Linked DNA regions of Bicyclus anynana: region 2 is linked to region 1. The links are chromatin contacts, called in public Hi-C maps. All regions are on one chromosome and are shown on one strand. Each heading gives the region's core, a stretch centred on a gene start, on an enhancer-like site or on the middle of the called end of the contact. The rest is flanking DNA. Distances are from core to core; before and after follow the strand shown.

The links. Hi-C and Micro-C count contacts between places; a contact is called where the count stands out from the background.
Region 2: a Hi-C map of whole larva shows a contact between it and region 1, with 4 times the contacts expected there. The contact joins the promoter of LOC112049700 here to the enhancer-like site in region 1. A contact is called at or near these places in 2 of 2 Hi-C or Micro-C datasets (whole body and whole larva).

What each region holds. Positions count from the first base shown.
Region 1 is chr15:1,788,876-1,796,795 of ilBicAnyn1.1, reverse strand. The region is part of intron 3 of LOC112049697 (gametocyte-specific factor 1); the gene reads right to left. The region is part of intron 1 of LOC112049700 (facilitated trehalose transporter Tret1); the gene reads left to right. Among protein-coding and RNA genes, the nearest start is that of LOC112049696, 18 kb to the right of the region's middle. Within about 2 kb of position 5,240, at least 3 of the 8 cell types and tissues checked have open chromatin away from gene starts, as enhancers often do.
Region 2 is chr15:1,824,745-1,832,664 of ilBicAnyn1.1, reverse strand. It overlaps LOC112049700 (facilitated trehalose transporter Tret1), which reads left to right and starts at 4,121. Exons shown (of 3, transcript XM_024087701.2): 1 at 4,121-4,268. The coding sequence starts at 4,215. It overlaps LOC112049697 (gametocyte-specific factor 1), which reads right to left. Exons shown (of 4, transcript XM_052885702.1): 4 at 4,883-4,897.

The DNA.
Region 1 (7,920 bases), core at 3,991-6,490:
TATGCGCGGTGTATTTACAAGACGGAGGTCCTGGGTTCGATCTCCGGCTGTTTCGATTGATATTTTCTTAATTGGTCGAGGTCTGGCTGGTGGTTGGCCGTGGGTAGTTAGTTACCACCCTACCGGCAAAGACGTACCGCCAAGCGATATAACGTTCCGGTACGATGTCGTGTATAAACCGAAAAGGGGTATGGATTATCATCCTACTCCTAACAAGTTAGCCCGCTTCCATCTTAGTAGCATCATTACTTACCATCAGGTGAGATTGTGGTCAAGGGCTAACTTGTAAAGAATACAAAAAAACCCGTTCAGCCGTTATTTTCTTATAAATGGTGTACCTAACTTTGTTATAAACCCTACTTTATTGTAAAACAGATGTCGTCGTCATCAACCCATATTCGGCTCACTGCTGAGCTCGAGTCTCCTCTCCGAATGAGAGGGGTTAGGCCAATAGTCCACCACGCTGGCCCAATGCGGATTGGCAGACTTCACACACGCAGAGAATGAAGATAATTCTCTGGTATGCAGGTTTCCTCACGATGTTTGTTGTGTCGGTGAAGGAAAACAGATGTAATGGTATCTAATCTATTCATTTTGCTGCAAGCAGCCGAAGCGTAGGTAACATTATAGAATAGAATTTATCTAATATAATAGAAGAATACTTATTTGACGGCCGCGTGGCGCAGTGGGTAGTGACCCTGCTTTCTGCATCCACGGCCGTGGGTTCGATTCCCACAACTGGAAAATATTTGTGTGATGAGCATGGGTGTTTTCCAGTGTCTGTGTGTATTTACACATTATATAAGTATTTATATGTAGTATATAATTGTATATTAATATTATAATATCAACTATCTTAGCACCCATAACACAAGCGACTCTGTATGCTTACTTTGGGGCTAGATAGTGATGTGTATTGTTTAAGTATATTTATTTATTTATTTTATTTATTTGTTTACAAACAACACCAGTACAAGAAGCAACTCATAGAATATACCAGAGTGTATGATCGCGTACAAAAGAAAAATATATATACTCACAATGCCACAGCTATCTGTGGCGCAAATTTTCAGGTGAAGCCTTGTTTCAGATCAAATATGGAGAACAGAGTTGTGCCCCAGGTTGTGCCAGGGTCCTAGTTATGTTTTTTGAAAGTAAAATAATATTGTGCATGTCTATAAACAATACCAATAGTCATTTATGTGCTACAAATAAGCAATAAGTCTATAAAGAATCAGTACCTATGCCAATAATAGTTGTTTGTATGCCAATAATACCTAGTCCAAACAAAACAAATCAATATTTTTTTTCGTTTTGAGTAAGTGCCGATGGCTCCATGTGGGAACACTACGGCGTCACCGGGGGGTTTGGGTGAGCGCAGAAGCATCGCCTGATGAGACCCGAAGGCTGAAATAAAGATAGAGGACAAAACGACTTTCTAAGGGCGTCTCCTATGAGACGGCTTAGAGGGCCATTCGGGAAGGTGTAACCGTGACCTGAGTGAATCAGTCCGGACGCCCCCGAGATCGTGAGTTAGAAAACCCACGTCCGGATGACGTTAGATATCGGGGACCTCGTCTTCGCCGGCGAAGATGCTGTGTTGCTTGTGATTGTGTTGCCCGGGAAACAAAACAAACCAATGGTTTACCATGACACGGGCCATTGACTGATAAACTACTAGCAGACACCCCGCGGTTTCACCCTCGTACTCGTAGTTCCAGTTTCCGTAAGAATACGGGGATGAAATATAGCCTATGACACTCACAAATAACGTGGCTTTCTAGTGGTAGAAAATTTTCAAAATCGTTTCTCTAGATCCAGATATTACCACCTACAGAACTACAAACTTTACCTCTTTAAAATATTAGTATCGATTAGCTTTTATAAAACGGCTTAGGATGGTAATACACTCTATGTGGGCCATCTGATCCCATTTTCCCGTTAAACATTGATTTGTTTTTAAATAAACTCCGTACCATGTTTTTGCTATACATTGATTTCCGCCATTTCTAAGGCAAAAAACCAGGGTTTCTATTTATTTATTTATAAGATCACGTACTTACTTCGATGCTCACGGATGTATAGATATAATAAATGAAAAACTGAATGCTTGTATAAATGTTTTCATTCATAATACTTTATCCATGAAAGTAGGTACAGTTAGAATAGTGGTGGATTTGGGGGCAATATCTAGGCAATTGTACATTTTAGATTGTTAGTACATTTTAGTTTACCAAACAATTGATTTGAATTGACAATTCCATATGTTTCCTAAGTCTATGATAGCCCAGTGGCATGCACCTCCAACTTTTTAGTTATGTGCATTTTAAGAAATTAAATATCACGTGTCTCAAACGGTGAGGGAAGGGCATGATGAGGAGGCCTGCAGACCTGAGGAGTTTCTCGATTCTCTACGTGAGTGAGGTCTGCCAATCCGTATTGGGCCAGTGTGTGGACTGTTGGCCTCACCCCTCTCATACTGAGAGGAGACTCGTGCTCATCAGTGGGCCGAATATGGTTTGATAATGATGATGAATGATGACTTAACCGTCTTTTACAAACCTTAGAAAAAACAAGAGATTCCGAATTTACGACTTTTTAAAAACCTTAAAATTTTAAGGATTTTAAAATATTCAGAACTGAAGTTTTTTAAAAAAAATACCTAAACAAGAAACAATAATTCCACACTTTAATCTAACAGGCATAAGTGTTTATTTATCTACTTGTGCAAATTCTTGAAGTGGTTCTAAAGAAACACACTTTATATTCTTTGGTATTACATAACAAGCACTCCTAATCTTAATCCGAAGATGACAGTGTTAGCGAATGCTATTTATCTGTTATTGTCACCATTGAGTGGGCAATATAATAAAGAGATAACGATGAAAACTGTAAAAAAACTGTTACTACTTATAAATTATTATCTCAATTCTTAAATACTTCTATGGAGGGACAGTACCTAATTTTGACAACGCGAGTTAAGGACTAGTAAAGCCGTGATAGTGGATATGACCTCTGCTTCCGATTCCGGAGGGTGTAGGTTCGAATTAGGTACGGGGCATACACCTCCAACTTTAAATATCACGTGTCGTGGAACGGTGCAGGAGAAACATCTTGTGTCAGGTCAGCAATCAGCGTGGTGAAATATTTGGCCTAACTCCTCTCATTCTGAGAGGAGACTCAAGCTCAGCAGTGAGCCGAATATGGGTTGATAATGATGATGATGATGAAGTTATGGACAAGCCATACCTCATTTTATGAAGGCAAAATTTTGTCAGACACAAGGTTTTTAGCTATTAGGAAATTCCTTCTACAATATAGAATTCCTAGCATTATGGAGAATATACTTTAGTAGCTTTGGAAGATAGCAGGTTTTAAGGGTTCAGACCTTCAGCTGACCAAGTATAAAGCGTCGTACTGATGAGGCAGTAACGAAACAGTGCGACGTATCGGACGCATCGCATCAAACGGATTTTAATTTTACGTTAGATAAAATCCGTTCGATGCGGATCAGTGGACGCACTTGAATGACTTTCTATACAAAGAATACTAAAATCCGTTTGATGCGATGCGAATCTGTGGACGCCTGCCGTTAAACAAACGTCGACTTCCGTTTGTTTTTGTTTAATAATAAAATTACTTCTTTCCTGGAAAATTGAAGGGTGGAAAACTAGTAACTCATTACAGTATGGTAGATATACAATGAAGTGTTTATTACTTACTATAATGCTCTTGGGAGGGATTAGGCGTAATGAAGCTTCTATCGGCATAATTGAAATAGATAAAATAGATTGCAATCGATATAAAACAGCCTGTTTATGTCCGTGGGGGTTTTAACGCTTTAATTTAATCGATTAGAGTGATAAATGTTTACTACTGCAGGTGTCTGTTACATACCCGGGGTCTTTTGACCCCGTAATTTACACGTAACTTTAATGCGATACTTAGTCAGAGTGAATGGATATACCACGTAACCGATGGTTACTCCTTCCCTCTTTCCCTCCCTTCAATACTGAACTAAGTTGAAGTTATACGAGTACGTACTTCCTTTTCTTCCTTCGCACGATCGAGAAGTCTGTTATTCTTAACCGCACGATATCGCAACGAACGTTTAAATATACCATTTTGTACGTGTCTAGGTCTTTTAATTTTTACTAAAACCATAATTAACTATTATTTTTTTTCTAAATGTTCATAAGACTTCGGAATATACATGATATTCGTATATTCCTGATTATCTCTGAATTTATTGCGAAAACTAATAATATATGGTGTTTAGTATATTCTTTAGGTAAAAATGTCGAGTGCTATCCAAAAAGATTTATCTGATTGGATATCTTGAGTTGCATTTGATAAAACGTGACATTTTTGTAAAGATTTCGAAATTTTCGCAGATCTTTAGACAGTTATCAAGTACCTGTCTTTTCGAATATATCGTGTGTGTTGCAATCAAAACTTGCCCTATAGTGTTATTTTGCGGTATTACTTTACACCATTATTCATAAATATTTATTTATTTATTTAGTATTCTGGGAAGTCCCTACTAGAGAACAAGGCCTAACAACGAATGCCCATGGTTTGAATAAACGAATGTGATTTTTCATAATATCTATAACACTTGATATACAAGGTTAGATAAAACGAGTAAAAGTGCTTGATAAACTGTAAACTCCTTGGAATAACTTTGATATCTTAATTTTGAAAATAACATTTTAACGTCGTCGGAATAAAATAAAAGTCTGAATAGGATAAGTGTCGGGGTAGGGTTGTCAAAAATAGAAAATAATGTATTTCATGGAAAATGAAAAAAATTAAGACGATAATATAATATTTCTTACTTACCTTCTTATGTACATTTTTTATTTGTAGTATAAAAACTATACTTTTTATAGTTTTTTTTTTGACATTAGGTACATTTTTAAATTAATGAAAGAAAAAGATCTTTTTTATTTATTCCTATAAAACGTTTGAAACTCAATGAGAGTTCGAATTTCATAATAAGTTCGGATATGCTAATACACTCTATTGAATCAGTCAAAAATTAAAAAGGACCTGAAATACAGCATAATACTAAGAATCGTATATTTTAAGGTTGGCAAACCTAGGTCGGGGATTTGCAGGCAAAGAGCCATCTACTTGTTATGAATAATGGAGTAAAATTATCACGTAGGTATAGGTTCTTGTTTTGAGTGATTCCATTCGTTATGAGCCATGTTTCCCTCTCGGATAAACACGGGTGTGGCGATAGGCGTGTTTCCGGTCAGCCCGTCGCTCGCCGCCGGTCTTCTGACCGCGGATCTGTTCATGAGTATACCCAACTCTATGGCCACGACCTCAACCTTCCGACCACCACCGTTAAGTCTACGCGGCTATAACATGGTAGGTATCAGTTTACGGTTTTATTTTTTTCCCTAACTTTTTTATTCAAATAAATGTTACCTGACAGATTTCATTTGACGTTAATTAAATGTTACCAGACTGATTGGTTTTACCTGATTTTAAGTGACCATGCAGTCTAGATGTTTGCGGGATAACTTAAAAGAGGCACACGTTTATTTCATTTACCAGTAACCATGGTAACCACGGCCTTTACCTACCAGACCAGACCTAAGCTAATATAAAAAAATTCTTTAAATTAAATTCTAAATTGATCTGAACTGGGAATAGAATCTTGTTGATAACCGCACCAACCCTAGTCTGAAGTTAACTATATTAATTGAAAGAAAATTAAGATACTATTTTACGCTTTTCATGGGTTTTACTTACGTCACAATTACTCATCGTGATCTCATCTGATGAAAACACAATACCTAATTACTTACCTTGTTTAGAATGGACAATAAACATCAAGGTAGAATTGTAGTATTATAAAGAGACACCTAGATCCTTTATCCTTTAATGCACTTCGTAGAATATATAGATGACTAGATTATTATCATCAGCCGATGAACATTGTTGGACATGAGTCAGCCAGCGGATTAATACAACCCATTTGATGTCATTGGTCCACCTATTCGGGGGTCTACCAACTCCGCGCTTTCCGGTGCAAGTCGCTATTTTAGCATCTTGGGACCCCAACGTCCATCGGCTCTTCGAGCTATGTGTGACTCGTTGACCATTGAGATGTTAGATACTTTGGTTTTCTACGAACCGAAATTCTATGTGAAACACTACCATCTCTCCTACTCCTGGCTACTATTGAGAATTTCTCGGAAGAAAGATAATGTCACTAATTCATTGACTGATTCGTAACTGGAACTTTCGAAGCCTGAAAGAACACAGAAGTTAATTAAAATTTTTACTATTACGTACCTAAACATTATAAACTTCTGTTTACAGAAAATAAATTTTGGGAATCTTTCTCACACATTGAAATGCGTTATGTATTTACAAGTAAAGTTCTCATTGTACTATCGTCTATCGTTGTAAATGTTTCAAAACAAAACTTCCTTTGTTATTAAAACCTGAGCTGGAACGTTAGTTTGGTTACTATTCTGTAGTCTGTGTTAGTATCTTAAAACGCAAAGCTATGTGGGCATAGTTGTTTAAAGCGAAATAATGATTATTTACGGCAGCATATTCATAGGTATTACGTAATTCCGCAAAATATTCGCAATCCAACGGTAAAACATTCCTTTGCTCATGTATCAACAAATTCCATTCAAAATGAATTTTATTTTTATCCAAATGTAGTTATTCAGATTTCAGACATGGTCGGAAAATTTAACTTAAATAGTAAATGTAATTATTTCGCAATGTTACTAAGTATGTTTTTTCTTATGTTCGTCGGCGTGAAGATGAAAAAACCATTAAACTTGCTTTTTATACTTACTTAACTACTCATCTCATGGTTGTGGTAGTTTATTTATGTCTTAGTAATTTTATGATGTATATGGTCAATTGTGCTAAATCCAGTTCTAAACCCTGCCTGTTCAACAGGTTGAAAACTATCAATTTGTGGTCCGATTCTACTTAAAAGTATTGATGTAAATAATTTATAAATGCTTGAGAGAAGACTTATAGGTCGATAGTTTGAAATTTGTAGAGGGTCGCCTTTTTTATACAAAAGAATGATTTCCGAAGTGGTCCATTGATATGGTACTTGTCCAGTATCTATAAATATATTAAATAGTAATGTTAATGGAGCAGTTAGTAAGAGCGCTGCAGTTTTTATAATTTCATTTTGGATGTTGTCTGGCCCAATAGAACTAGAACTGGATTTAGCACAATTGACCATATACATGTAATGGAACAACTTATTGAGAAATATAGAGAATTCAACCAACCGCTATATATTGCCTTCATAGACTATACAAAAGCATTCGATAGTATATCTCACCATTCGATTTGGAAAGCCCTAAACAATTGCAAGATAAACAAACAGTACATTGACATCTTAAAAAATGTTTACATTAATAGTAAAAGCAGAATAAAGTTAGAACAATGCGGAGAAGAAATATATATTCGTAGAGCAAGGTAGAGTAAGGTAAGGCAAGGCGATCCTATATCCCCAAAACTATTTGTCGCAGTTTTAGCAAATGTTTTCGACCAATTAGACTGGGCAAATGAAGGTATCAACATATCTGGAAAATATCTGAGTCACCTCCGATTTGCTGATGACATTGCACTTTTTGCAGAACACAGTGATAAGCTCGCAAAAATGATCAACACTTTGGACACAGAGAGTAGGAAAGTTGGACTAGAAATGAATCTAAACAAAACCAAAATAATGACCAATACTTCAAAAAATATAATTATGTTGAACAATACAGTAGTGCAATACGTTGATTCTTACATATACCTCGGAAAACAAATTTCATTTAGTGTAACAAGTGCAGAAGAAGAAGTAGAGAGACGAATTACTTCTAGTTGGAACAAATACTGGGCGCACAAAGAAATCATGAAAGGATCCTATCCACT
Region 2 (7,920 bases), core at 2,872-5,371, 37 kb before region 1:
ACTTACGTTAATTCAATTTAAAGGTGTAAAAATGAAATTTCAAGGACATTTTTTACAAAAATCTGATTTTGGAGATCTACTAGATTGATTAATCCCTACTGCTCCCAGCCTGGTCTCCAGAGTGCCTAGTGGGAGTTTTCAATGTTTTCATACTGTGTCGATCGCAATCTCTGAGGAATTGAGACAGCGCCATCTAGTGGCACAACTGTAGAAATGCCTTAGAAATTTGTGTTTACGTTTACGCGATCGTCACAGTACGAACCGTACCGTACTCAGCGAAGCTAAACAAGTGCCTGCGCCTTGGCACGACGGACGGAAACGCTAAATCGCCACTACTGGACATAGGCCTCTTGCATGGACCTCCAAGAGTAACGGTCTCGAGCCGCCAGCATCCAGCGGTTTCCTGCGATCCACTTGATGTCCTCGGTCCACCTAGTGGGGGGTCGAACAGCACTGCGCTTTCCGGTGCGGAGTTGCCATTCCAGCACCTTGGGACCCCGACGTCCATCGGCTCTTCGACCAATTAGGAAACCTTAATCGGCCCAGCCGGGGATCGAACCAAGGATCTCAGTCTTGTAAATCTATCGCGCCACAGAGGCCATCGAAAACTTGCTTCTCACCACCAGTCCACCAGCCTATATTAATGGCCCACTGCGGGGCCAGGACTTCCATACCTACTTATAAGAGATGGGATATGGAGCTTCATCATATCAGCCGATGGACCTCCACTGCAGGACATAGGCCTTTTGTAGGGACTTCCAAACATCACGATACTGAGCCGCCAGCATCCAGTGAATCCCTGCGACTCGCTTGATGTCGTCAGTCCACCTGGTGGGGGGTCGACCAACACTGCGCTTACTAGTGCGGGGTCGCCATTCCAGCACTTTGGGATCCCAACGTCCATCGGCTCTTCGTTCTATGTTCCCCGTCAATTGCCACTAGCTTCGCAACTCGTTGAGATAAGTCGGTAACTTTGGTTCTTCTGACGATCTCCTCATTTCTGATTCGATCACGCAGAGATACTCTTAACATAGCTCGTTCCATCGCCCGCTGAGCCTTCTTATGAGGCCCATAGCTAGGGACGCTAACTATGAGCCTCATATGGAGCTTAGACCCACCAAACTCCAATGGCAATAATGATAAATTAATTGACGGCCACTATCAGATTCATGATAAATGACCGGGAGAGGGCCAACGTGCTCTCCGAGGCACGGGGTGTGTACTCTACCATATTCCCAACTGCAGGCTGAGAATTTCAACTGACCCAGAAGTTGAACCCAAGACCTTGTGAAAATATCGACCAGCTCTCTGACTATGTTTTTCATGAATTTTTCTTTGCTGGTGAAATAAATACGATAGCTAATCCTAGAAGCATCAAATGTCGAGCAATCGAGAGATATTACTGTAACGACTCAGTACTATAGGCCTACCTCCTTATAAGAGTGGGAGCTTAGACCCATCAAGTCGTTAAAATGCGGTTAGGCGGGATAGGTAACATCATCTATAATAAAAGAAAGTCGTGTTAGTTACTCCACTTATAACTTAAGAACAGCTGAACCGATTTAGCTGAAAATTGGCAGGGAGGTAGTTTAGAGCCAGGAGAAGGACATAGGATTTTTACTTTTTTTACGTTTTTTTTTTACGGGTAGGGTAGAGGTAGTTGAAAGTTTACATCGAGTTTCACGCGGACGAAGTTGCGGGCGTCCGCTAGTTTATTATAATAATTATACGCTGCGATTTTTTTATATATAGTGCACAAGTGTGTGCGGAAGCACAGGTGCATTCTCTATTTCCTCACTCTCATAGCCCGATGGGACGGCAGACCGACAAAACCGGCGGTAGATCAGGCGCAGGGCTTTACGTGCTCTCCGAGGTACGGAGGTGTACTAACTTCAGGCTGCTATTAAGATTTTTTTTATTTAAAAGTTTAAATGGCAATATGTGAGTCCACCTCAATTTTTGTTTAAGAATATTATTTACTTACTGACTTTCAAATGAAAAAACCGCATCGCAATCGGCCCATCCGTCTGATAACGAAACCACAGACAGACAGACAAACAGACATCGCAGTAGTCAATCTTAGTTACAAGTTACATCATTTTGGAAAAGAGCTGATATGCTTACATCGCTGGACCGATATTAACCAAACATATTTAGGAATCACCGCAAGGAAAGTGGCTTTCAAATGAAAAAAACCGCATCTAAATCGTTGAGAGCTAGAATGACACACACACACACACACAGACAGACATCGACGTTAAACTTATTATACTTACTCCTCTTTTTGCGTCCGGGGGTTAAAAATGGTTGACATGTTCGACTAAGCATAATGAGCTGGCTGGGTTCGAGCTTTGGGCCGGGTTAAACAATAAAATTACTAGGTTTCTTTTAAATGACATTCTTTAATTGATTTTGAAACACGGCTAAAACTCACGTGATACAAGGTCAGAGTATGCCCGAGTAGTTTCGAACCCATACGGGGCCCTTAGTCATGTGCTGGTTCTTGCAACGCGGCACGATCCAAACTGACTAAATAACACTCACAATAGTTTAAACTCTATAAAAAAGTCATTCTTTAATTTTATTAGACCGGTAAGAGTGTATGCCTAAGAACTATCGAACTAACTACCCTAGGTAGGTAAACATAAGTCTGTGATAAATTTTAAGTACTTTATTGACTTAAATTAGCCGATAGGCCATTTAAATGCACTTGAAACATAAAATTATTATCGGTGCCAAGTTTAGTTGCGTCTATGTGTCCGCAGTTGCGTCAGAAGAGAATGATAAGCATTAACAGAGGTCCAGACGTGCCCGCGGTCTCCTAACTCCTATTCATCTCTACAATACACGCGTGTCTATACATAAAGGGTGACTTTTTGGGAATGGTCAGTTCCTCCTTGCGTCGTATTCCTCATCACTGAGGGTTGTGACCACTAACACAAGCTTGCTACTTGTCGCGCCATGTGGCTCGGCTTTTCACAACCTGTAAAGCCTCGTGTTAATTTTTTGGTTGAAAGAGTAGAGTATACTTTCATATTAGACTTTATTTAATTTTCACGAAAATCTGTTCAATAATTTTGTGTTAAAATAAAAATAACTAAAATAAGTTATGAAATTGCCCATTCTGTGGCGTTGAACCGATTTCAAAAAAAGGAGGAAGTTATCACTTCGTCGGAATCTTATTTTTTTTATTACTCGAAGACGCCTGAACCGAAAAATTCTTTTTTTGTATGCTTTCCAGTTGGTCCCATAGTCATCATGTCAGGATCTGATGATGGGATCCTGGAGAAATCGAGGGGAACTTTCAGAAATCGTATAGGCAACTATAGCGTTTTATATTTTTTCCATTAACCACTTTAAAGTACTACAACTTTATGAAGGTCTGGAGTCGATCTGATGGAGTTGCAGACCGCACTAAGGAACTCTTTAACGGTTTACTACAGTTACCTTGTGTTTGGACTTGATTAATTTGTGTCGACAAGAACTTTCTACCTAGATGGGTTCTGACTGTCATTAAGGATCTGATGATGGAGACGAGGGACAATTAAGGGCACTCCTCAACGGTTTACAGTATGAGAACTTTAAATCTAGATGTGTTGTGACTGTCATTATGGGTGTTACAGACGAAGGAAGCTCCTCAACGGTTTACAGGAGCTATGTTGTAATTGGGCTTGATTAATTTATATTGATAACAACTTTACATCTAGATGAGTCAACAGAAACAAAGAAGATTTTCAATGTTCATATTTCGTAGGGGTACCGTACCACCTATAAACCCACGGATATGTGAAGCAAACATATAATATGCGCAGCTCTTTGCTCTGTGAAATGTATGACCTATCAACTTTTTATTACAGTCTTTTCCTTCCAGCTAATCTTCCAAAAGATTTTCACCGTTAGATTAATCTTGAAACAGTATTTCAGGGAGCCTAAAATACTGTTTAACAAAGTCAACAATATCGCGAAGTTTGTATTAGAAAAAAAATCACCTACCTATAAATCGCGAACGACTACTAGCGAGTACATATTTTTGCACCACTGCATCCATCTGAAATCTCACCCTTAGTACAGAGGGTCCATAATAAAGACGCTTTACGCATGCGTCGCTTTGGGGTGACAGTCGTAAATACGAATAACATCGCGTCGGAGCTACAGGGACAAAAATCCCTTTTCTTAAGTAAACTTATTCCGTGTTCTATCGAGTAAGTGCAATTATGGCGGAAAAACCGGCAACCCCCGCAGAGACGATCGGACTTCTAGAGAAAAAGGTAAGTGTTTGAGTGATGTAATGACATTTAGAGGTCATTCTGCGGGGTTGTTGTAAAGGTCATATGGTTATAACCTCAAAATTCTACCGGTGTGTGATAAATCCATTCCCCTATTAAATGTATTAATTATATATCTACTGTATGTACCTAAAGTGTAAACAGGGCTATGAACTATGACATAGAAATAGGACTTTTTCTTGTTTTGTTAGGCATGCCCTATTAGTTTATTTGATGTCCCCTGAATGTTTCGGCTAATTGGCATCATCATCAGCCTATTTTAACGGTGCAATCAGGACCAGGCCTCCTATTGAAGAGGTGATATGAAGTTCAGACCCACCACGCTGTTCCAATGTGGATTGTCGGGCTTAGAATGGTGATAATATTGGATCACTCATTTATTTATTTATCTTTTTTTTTAATTTTTAACAATGTTTATTTAATATACAAAACACTATTAATAAAAAAATTATAAAAATAAACCTTCCCACTGCGGGACATTCGAGTGCCCAAGCAACCGGTGGTCAGGGCTCCAGAGTTAGGAATCTCCTCAAAAATCACTGTCTTTTGTATCCGACTCTTGATCCAACAGTCGAGTGAAAGCTTCTTATGATGTTGGTCGAAACTTTTCGCTATAAAACCAAAAAATATTGGATTATTATTAGTAGGTATACATCCGGTACTATGCCGTGTAGAAACCGAAAGGAGTGTGGATTTTCATCCTCTTCCTAACAAGTTAGCCCACTTCCATCTTAGATTGCATCACCACTTACCATCAGGTGAGATTGTAGTCAAGGGCTAACTTGTAAAGAATAAAAAATACATTAAGTAAGTAGGTAGTTTTATCAGATGGTAATGATAACCGAGAATTAGCTAAGGAGGAAAACTTCAGGTATATTTAATAAATTATCTTTAATTAAGCATTAATATTCTTATGGAATTCAGTATCTAAGTACATCTCTTAAATCTATGGTAAGTATGTAGGTAGGTGTTTAAGAAATTAAATATCACGTGTCTCAATCGGTGAAGGAAAACATCGTGAGGAAACCTGCATACCAGAGAATTATCTTCATTCTCTGCGTGTGTGAAGTCTGCCAATCCGCATTGGGCCAGCGTGGTGGACTATTGGCCTAACCCCTCTCATTCTGAGAGGAGACTCGAGCTCAGCAGTGAGCCGAATATAGGTTGATGACGACGAAGTATGTAGGTATATTTACCTATCTAACTATTTCACAAAGACAAAGTAGGTAGTAAGTGTGTAGATTTTATCTTGATTTTCGCAACATAACCGACTTCAAAAAGGAGGGGGTTCTCAATTTGATTGGTATTTTAGCCATATCTTAATTAAATAATATGACTATAATACATTTAGTTAGTGTACCTAAATAATAATTGTAACAGCAAACTTAAGTTCAAATAAAACCGACATATACAAACTAGGTAGGAGTCTGTGGACTAATATATCCTTGTGTTAGGACTTAGGAACGGTTCCAACAGTACCACAGAAAACATATAAGTGCAAGTATTACTTCAATTCATGAGTTATCAAAATCAGAAAAATTATATGAAATTTAATTAAAACTAACAATTAAAAGTTGTGATTCCGATTTTTATGCATCAACTTTTTGCCAAACACACATTCGCAAATATTGTTAGCGAACATAATTATTAATTGCTAAAACATCAGGTGAGATCGCGGTAAAAAAAAGTAAAAAAAAGTGTACACCGAAACTTACATAGAAGGTTCCGTATTGCCAGACCTCCCTCTTTAAAGGTGAGAGGATTGGCCACCCACCCACCACGCTGGTCCAATAACTGTAGTCGACAGCAACGAAAGTTATTTTAAACAAATAATACCTAAATATTGTCTACAATTACCTACTTGTAGATATGTTTTCTGTGCTACAATGTCGAGTTAAGTTGTGTTTTGGAGCTGTAGCCAAGTGGCACGACGGCTCTCTTTCTACGATCGCAAACGCTTCGAAAACTAGGATAGTGAACAAGATCTGTCATTCCCATACATTTTTCTAGTTTTCGAAGTCGTCGTGCCACTTGGCTACAGGGGCAGTGTATAAACTTTAGATACATTATAGTGTAAACACAAAATTGTAACTTGTGTAACTTGTGTGCTCAGTGGAGTAGAAATATTCGGATCACTTTTTTGCAGTGATTTTGTAGGCACGAAACATATCTAATAGTATAAAATTGATGGCTAAGAATAATTACTACATACTTCTCGGAAGAAAGAAAGTTCAATAGTTCCTAGCCCAACCCTGGATTTCGGTAGGACCCTAAAGTTAGGAAATTGGTGTTTACACCTCCGAGCTTCCAAGACTGCACTGCAGGTTCCGATATTATAAACATCTGAGGGTCTGTAGCCATGTGGCACGTCGACTCTCTTCCTACAAATGCTTCGAAAATTAAAAAAATGTTCAAAGTCGACAGGTCACGTGATGAAGTTTTTGTTAGGATCTGTCATTGTCATACATTTTGTTAGTTTTCGAAGCGTTAGCGTTTGTAGAAATAGAATCGACGTGTCCCGTGGCTAGAGGACCTGATAGTGATCATTACATGGTGAAATATTATTCTAAACGCCACGCGTATTGAAGTAGCGTAGGTCTATTCTTCAAATCCCGTTTCTTATATGGAGAGAAGCCTGACTTGCAGATGATGATGAAAAATTTAAATCCTTTTATGAGCTTTATTCCTGAAATGCTTGAAATGATTGCGTAACTACGAGTATCTTTATTGGATTTGGAAAGATTGACGTCATTCAGCCCCCACGCAGTTTCGGTTTTCGGTGTTACGCCTCTGTGACGCAATTCCTCAAACCCCTTGAAAGGACCGCCATTTTATTTAAAACTTTGTTTCATCTTATATTTAGGAAGTGATTGGTATCATACACATATTATTATACCATACCATTCACTTTTTTTAATTTAAATTAATATTATAAAGAGGAAAGATTTGTTTGTTTGTATGTTTGCACAGAATAGGCTCCGAAAATACTGAACCGATTTGAAAAATTCTTTCACTGTTGGGAAGCTACATTATCCCCGGGTGCTATAGGCTATATTTTATCCCCATATTCTTACGAGAACAGAAACTACGCGAGTGAAACCGCGTGGCGTCTGCTAGTTCAGATACATACAAGTTGGTAGAAAAAACTTTATGTTCTCAGCTTGGAGTTGGAAAGTTGATGGTAATACACCCCTTGTCTCGCTTAGCAATATCGTCGCCGTAAACCAAATTCCCATCAGGTAGACCCCTAAGGGTCCACAGGAGACTCAACAGGGGTCTACGTTGGGGTGACAAATAAATGGGTGTTCACGGCTTTTAAGCGGGGGTCCACGAAACTTGATCTAGTTTCATGCTGAATTGGGCGTTTTTCTGGAGCAATCCTTGTGCTGTATAAGTTAAATAATTAAAAGTTAAGTTGGATGGAATCACTTATTTTATTGGCCAACTTTCCTTTTTACATCCAGTCACAGCAAAATTAATCATTTATTTAATTCAGCAATTAATTCTCACTTTTTTTTTGAAAACTGATAATATTGTTGTTTGGAACCGCAACGGAAGTTTCCATAGTCATACATACTTTTTTCGAATTTTGGGAAATGGTAATGCAGCTGCAAGGCGTCCACCACAATTTGCT